Linked DNA regions of Mus musculus: region 1 is linked to region 2. Evidence: chromatin contacts called from public Hi-C data. All regions are on one chromosome and are shown on one strand. Each heading gives the region's core, a stretch centred on a gene start, on an enhancer-like site or on the middle of the called end of the contact. The rest is flanking DNA. Distances are from core to core; before and after follow the strand shown.

What was found. A called contact is a pair of places that touch in the nucleus more often than the background predicts.
Region 1: a contact with region 2 is called in a Hi-C map of Sertoli cells, with 4 times the contacts expected there. The contact joins the promoter of Mpdz here to the enhancer-like site in region 2. A contact is called at or near these places in 5 of 39 promoter capture datasets (the 3T3-L1 cell line, 3T3-L1-derived adipocytes, hippocampal neurons and 1 more), 2 of 484 Hi-C or Micro-C datasets (Sertoli cells and nephron progenitors), 1 of 115 datasets of contacts at active chromatin or transcription factors (the NIH/3T3 cell line) and 3 of 9 other capture datasets (adipose tissue, liver and pancreatic islet).

What each region holds. Positions count from the first base shown.
Region 1 is chr4:81,440,868-81,444,185 of GRCm38.p6, reverse strand. It overlaps Mpdz (multiple PDZ domain crumbs cell polarity complex component), which reads left to right and starts at 1,371. Exons shown (of 47, transcript NM_010820.3): 1 at 1,371-1,550.
Region 2 is chr4:81,308,369-81,311,626 of GRCm38.p6, reverse strand. It overlaps Mpdz (multiple PDZ domain crumbs cell polarity complex component), which reads left to right. Exons shown (of 47, transcript NM_010820.3): 28 at 1,308-1,470; 29 at 3,201-3,258. Among named protein-coding and RNA genes, the nearest start is that of Gm25803, 28 kb to the left of the region's middle. Within about 2 kb of position 1,601, at least 59 of the 459 cell types and tissues checked have an H3K27ac peak or open chromatin away from gene starts, as enhancers often do. A contact at or near this core is called in the NIH/3T3 cell line, Sertoli cells and adipose tissue, where this site is marked.

The sequences.
Region 1 (3,318 bases), core at 122-2,621, 130 kb before region 2:
ACTGTGATAACTTCAGCTTGTGTCAAGTTGACACACAAAACCAGCCAGTACAAACTATGAGATGAGAAATACACCCCATGAGTTTAGGCAGTAGAAGGCCCTTACCAAGACAACTGTCAGAGCAGTGACAGGCCCAGAAGTAAGGGTCTCTTGCGCAGCTGTGATCAAGAACACACTGGGTAGAGACAGAACTGTGGATAGATCCTCTCCATCCCTACCCCTAACCCTAGCCCCTTCTCTTTACCTTTGTGTTTGGTTTTAAGATGGGACGCCTGATAGAACAGATTCCCACAAATGCACTGTGGGAGGAAGAGAAGATGGGATGAAATGTCCCTCAGACGAACTACATCTTCATTTTCAAAAATCCTAGAACTGACTCATATCCACACATTCTGAAGACATCCAGTCAGAGTTCACATTTTCCTGCATGTCAAATCTATGCTGATTCATATTTGCGGAACCAAGGGAATTGAAGGTTTGGGCCCTGTGTTGTCTCCACCCAAGACACTGAATCCACTTTAATCAACTCACATTAGCAAGCAAAAATTTTCATTGAACGGTAACACTTTCATTCTTGTGCATTTCACGTGCTTCCTCCTTTAATATTTAGTAAATGTTAGAGAAACGCAAATCGCTTTTTATTAGACAAAATAAAATTACAACGCAATTCTTGTATTTTAAAGTCTGAGAGTTTTAAATTGTTCACTCTAATATTAGACTTAGAAAAAAGAGCGAGCGAGCTGTATTTTCTTTAATGGGTGTGGGGTTGGGGATAGACTGTGGGACTCCAGAGCTGAGGTCAACAGAAAGACAATTGTAAAAGTCACAAAACAGAAAAGGGGCATTCCCTCCCACCCCAATTCCCAGTAGCAGACAACTCTGAGCACTTTCCCGGAGGAGTTTGCTGCTTTTTTTCTTTTTATTGTCTCACCAGGCTAAGAACGCATCTTGATGTGCTAAGTAACTTCTCAAAAAAGGACTTCCCTTGACCACCTCGTTTCTCAAGAGGCCACGAATGCAGAGGGCAGTCCTCACCAAGAACTAGGAGAACTGCAACTAGAGACTACCAATGCAGGGGCCGGGAGCATAAAACACAAAAACTACATTCCTAGCCCAATTCAAGTTTTTGATAAAATATCAGCAACACTGGAGTGCAAGTATTTCTCGCGTCAATATGTGTGAAACGCTATACTTAAAAAAAGGGCACTTCCTTTGGAAGTCACATTTAGGAGCCTGCCCCACGCCCCGCCGCCTTCGCGCTTGTCCGTCACCCACGCGGGCCCGGGCCCGTGCGCCGGTCGTTCCATCTCGGCGGCGGCTGGGCCGCGCCCCTGATTGGCCAGCGCGCCCCGCCGGCGTCACGGCTTCCCGCAGCCCCGCGGCCTCCGGGAGGCTGGTCCGCGCGCAGCAAGGCTGGCCGGCCGCGGGCTCCGGTTCTCCGGCCACGCGTGAGCGTTCGCGCCACACGGCGCTCCGAGGGCCGCGACTACAGCGGAGAGGAGCCGAGCGCTTTGCCCACCCCGGGAATCCCCGCCAGGCCGCCGAGCCCGGTAAGCGGCCCCGCCCGAGCCCTGCCCCCGGGACTCTGGAAGTTTCCCGGGCTGCGCGCTCCCCGCCGTGCTCTCCGCGCGGCCTGCGCGCCTGTTGCTGTGCGCGGGCCCGGGGAGTGCGGGAGGGCCCGGGCCTGGTGGGGGTGGGGGAGCGTGCGGGAGGCGCTTTGTGTCTGAGCCCTGCTTCGTGGGGCGCGATGGTGCTCTCTGGGCTGCTATTTATTCTCCAGGGACTCGGGGACTGGGCAGTTCCTTCCCGGGTCATTGGCGGCGGGGAGGAGGAGGAGGAGGGGGCGGTGGCAGCCGGGGCGGGCGCGAGGGGGCTGCTCTGCGGGGGGAGGACGCCGAGGATACGCAGGCCTGCGGGCGAAGGTTGGGGTTTCCTTCTAGCATCAGATAAGAGGACCGCGACTTCACCAGCCAGAGGGAAAACTCCTCTCAGTATTGTTTTAGTGTCCTGAGGGGATGAATCTGAGAACTGAGCCCAGGCCACCTCATCCTGTGCTGTAGGACAGCTGTGCAGTTGACATCACCTTTGTGTGTCCATAGACCCTCGTTTAGGATGCCCTTCATAAATTAATGATCTGGGAACAGGGTGTGTGGGGGGGATTGGTCCTAGGGGTTTGGGAGGTTTTTGCATGTAGAACTTGTTAAGAGATGATGAAGATTTTACAACGATCAAATTATCCAATGTAGTTTATTACGGATTTAGAGGCTGATAGAATCCAGAATAGCAATTACATTTAAAACTTTAATAAAACTAAACTTTGAACGCTTTTAATTTCAAGTTCTAATATAAAGTTTTGGAAAAGTGCACCTGGGCTATTATGGATAGAGGAAGGCTCTGTAATTTGTCTTATCTTCCTCACCCCATTTAAAAAAAATAAGCAAAAATTGATGGGACTTTTTTTCAGCATATTGATAATAGTGCATATGTGTGCTGTGTCTTTCATGCATTCCTTTCTTCCTTGGATTCTTCTAGTTTCTTCTGGTTTTCTTTCTTCCTTTACCACGTTCTAATTTTACCACAGAACCCTGATGGTGGTTTGGTGAGGGAGTTAAGTTTGTTTTTAGGGTGCTCCAAATTCTGTCACCCAGAAAATGATCTACTGAATTCCTACGGGCGTCTTTGCATTTCAGATGCTTTTTAAATAGGGAACACCTTGAGGGAGTAAAGGCTATCTATACAACATACTTTGCTGCAGGTTGGAAGGTACTAGAGAGATAATTTCAGAAATGCAAATTTGCATTGATTCAGTGCTGGTTAGCACTTTCAACATTTAACTAAAGTACGCAAAATGGTTTACAAATGAAATCCTGGATATGTGTTCTGGAGGTAAGACTGAGGGGGGGGTGGTCTAGAACCTTCTGAGCAACAGTGAGTTGCTGCAAAGGTAACTGACCTGAGTTAGAGAAAGACCATTCTGCAGATTACATCCTAAGTCTATCCTCATAGATTTGACTGAGTTGAGTTGCAGGTTGGCTCCACTTTTTACATTTATAATATGGCTAACATCCTCTGAATTTCATCAGATACTTTAAGGCAGAGTTAACATACTGGACTGGATATGACTCCAAGTACTGTAAATGCCCCATCTCCCAGAGAAAGTTCTACACTAAAGAATGAAGAAACAGATGAGTTCTTAGTTAATCCAAGATTCCTAGATTGTCCAAGGGATGTTTGTGGCTTCAGTGGGTTTGTAAAAATAGACATTTGGCCTTAGGTATAACTAGGTTGTAACTATCCTTGGGTATAGTTGCATTGTTT
Region 2 (3,258 bases), core at 352-2,851:
AAACTTAGCAGCAAGGTGGCTGAGCAGCTCAAGGTGCTTGCCATCAAGACCGATAGACTGAGTTCAGTGCCTAGAAACTGCCTGGTATAGAAACCAGCTCTAGCAAGCTATTCTGTGCTCCACGCTCACTCTGAGGCATGCACACTCCCAAGTCAACCATGCTACGTAAATAAATGTGATAGAAAAGAACTAAAGAGAAACAAGACTAGCACCTGCTTTTAAAGATTTCTCCTTCGCTGGCCTTAGTTTGTTCATCTGAGCAATAAGTGAAGGAATCTGGGGGACTAAATAGTTTACAGGCCTTTCAAATTCCAACCTCCTGCCCAGTAATAGCTCATATACGAACCTGATTATACCAAATTAAATTTTTAAAATAGTACCAGTGATCCTTAGTGACAAAAGGCATGCCGCATCTGGCTGTGTTGAAAGGATCTCTCGTGAGCCACTGTAGCAATAAGACGTTGGAGGTGGTTTTAACCATCACCTGACAGAGCCGCATCTGTTCTGTATGTTCACAAGCAGGCTGTCCTGTGAGAGCAACCTGCATATGTAGTACTATTTCTGTGGAGTTGTTCAGAGTTGTTCAGAGAAAGGATTCAAGTAGCAACAAAGAAGTGTTCACGTGGGGCTGGAGCTGTGACTCCACAGACCACCTACTATGTGCAGGATCCCGGGTGCAGTCCCCAGGTCCACAAAATAGGAGGAGTGTTCATGTATAGCCTTGCTTCCGAGTTTTGTTGTTATTAGTACTATATTCATTTATTTTGTGCGTGTGGGTATATGGACATGCACATGTATGGTCTGAGATCATAAGTTGGCTCGTGGAAATCAGTTCTTCCCTTCGACTCTGCAAGCCTAGGTTTTGAACTCAGGCCCCTAGGCTTTGTTTGCTCAGGGGCCTTTACCTACTTATCCATATCAGTGGCCCTCACTAACACCTCTTAAGGGATATTTCTTTGTTAATTTGCTTCCTATTTTTGTTTTCCTTGATAGACTTGAATGACCTATAAGATCTGCACAAATCCTTACATTTTTCTCTCCAGTAGGGAAATTGAATATTTTTCTCTTTTAAGTCATTTAAGCTTTCAAATTGAGTTGTTCATTTGTTTAGATTAGCAAATAACAATTTAATGAATTATGTTGATTCCCATATCCTGTCTAACGATTCTTACATGCATATGCAAGCTTTCTATTATTTGGAGAACATTTTAGAGCTGGCCTTTGGTTTTGGAATTATATTCTTATTTGTTTCCCTTAAAGTGTTCATGATATTGCACATGCCCACTGGATTCTTTTTGTCCCCACAGGCACCCAGCCAGTCAGAATCTGAGACAGAGAAGCCTGCATTGTGCAATGTTCCTCCCTCCTCTCCTTCAGTGTTCTCAGAAATGGGTAGTGATTGTGCACAGCCATCTGCAACCGCAGTCTCAGAAGATGAGGACAAAGAGGATGAGTTTGGTTACAGCTGGAGTAAGTTGTCTCGGTGTGATGTCCTTAATTATAAGAAGTGTTGAAATCGCTCTGGGTTTGTTCTGTATGACTTGACTCTAGTGATATATGCTGCAGTTGTAGGTGGGAGGGTGACTGTTTGTTTTCCTTGAATACAATGTGCATTCCTGAGGTATGACATCACCTCCCTCCTTTACTTTAAACTTTCTCATAAAGCCCTCTTGCTTCTCATACGAAAATTATAGCAGTCAAGACATCATCTCGGATCCCGGTACGGGATCAGCTCTCTTGCACAACCCCGGCCCTTTAGAGGCTTTAGATTCCTCTCTGTAGTAGCTGATGATTAGTGGTATTATGCCCTGAAGTTCTGGTATTTTGGGTACTAGAACGTGATTATAATTATTAAGATCAACTCTTGGGCATTTGGCAAGTTGTCTCAAGTTTTAAATACAGTTCTCTCAGGTTTCTAATATTGTATTAGGTAACGTCTGAGGAATGCTGACACAGTCCTCCATGCTTTAAATTGAGCCAAAAGTCATGAATGTTTCATCATATTAAAAAGTTTAATTTCAAAAATGTTTTAGATTTATGTGTTTGATTTTATGTGGATGAATGTTTTCCCTGAATGTGCGCGTGTTCGCCACATGTGTGTCTGGAGCCCTGGGTAATACTAGGAAGGCCTCAGATCCTCTGGAACTAGAGTTATAGGCGGTTGTGAATCACTCTGTGGGTGCTGGGAACTAAACAGGGTTTGTTTGCAAGAACAAAGAATACTATTAACACTGAACCATTTCTCAAAAAGTTTTATCTTAATAACCTACTTGTCCACTTTAAGAAGTTTACACTGCACATACTTTAGAAAGCATAGAACAGTAAAGTTAACCGGCTTGATTCCAAAAGGGGTCCACAGATGTTTATTTAAGTGATGTAGGAAAGAGTGAACATAAGTGCAGGTCATTAGCCCTATAGAGTAGTTTTCTAAGAGATAATTTGTCAGATGTGATCACCAAATCAAAATTATCCAAATGCTACAGGTGGTTGTTTGTTTTTTTAAATCAGGTTACCGTAAAACATAATGGTTTAACAAATAAGAACTTAGGACTGCTCCCGTGGGATGATTGGCGTGCTCATCAGGCTTCCATGTCTAAGATGGCTCGTTGATATGGGCTTTTGCTTTGAGCACCTATGTGTGGCCTTACCTCTCAGATTAAAGAGAGTAGACAAACTGTTGATCAGGAGATCACGTAGTTAGGGCATAGGGCTTAAGGCTGGGACGGGTATATGAACTTGTTCTGGCCTAATGGCTCTGTGACCACTCTCTTCCCTCTGGGTAGCTGTCCATCATGATGTGAGGCATACTGTAGATTTGCCTCTGTTAAAGAAGCTTCCACTGACCAGTGAAGTAAAGAATTCTGAGTATTTTAGCTCCATTCTCTTCTCCAAGTGGTCAATTGATTTTCCCAGTTTAATCATAGTCTTGGGAGATTTTAAATTTAAGACACTTCTCCTGGACCTAATGCTGCCAAGATGTAGATGGTTAGTAGTCTCACATTATACTGTGTTTACCATCAATACAACAAAACCCCTAAGTGTTTGGTTTTTCTGTGGAAACAGTCCCAATGTCCAGGCAGCCAGTCTAACTTTTAGCTGCCAAAGAAATTATTATATCCCCTAAGATAAATCCAAATAATCTTGTATATTACAACGTTTGTCTGTGAATTAACTATGAATGCATTTGTTGTTCTGTGTAGAAAATATCCAGGAGCGCTATGGAAGCCTGACAGGTCAGCTCCATGTGATTGAGCTGGA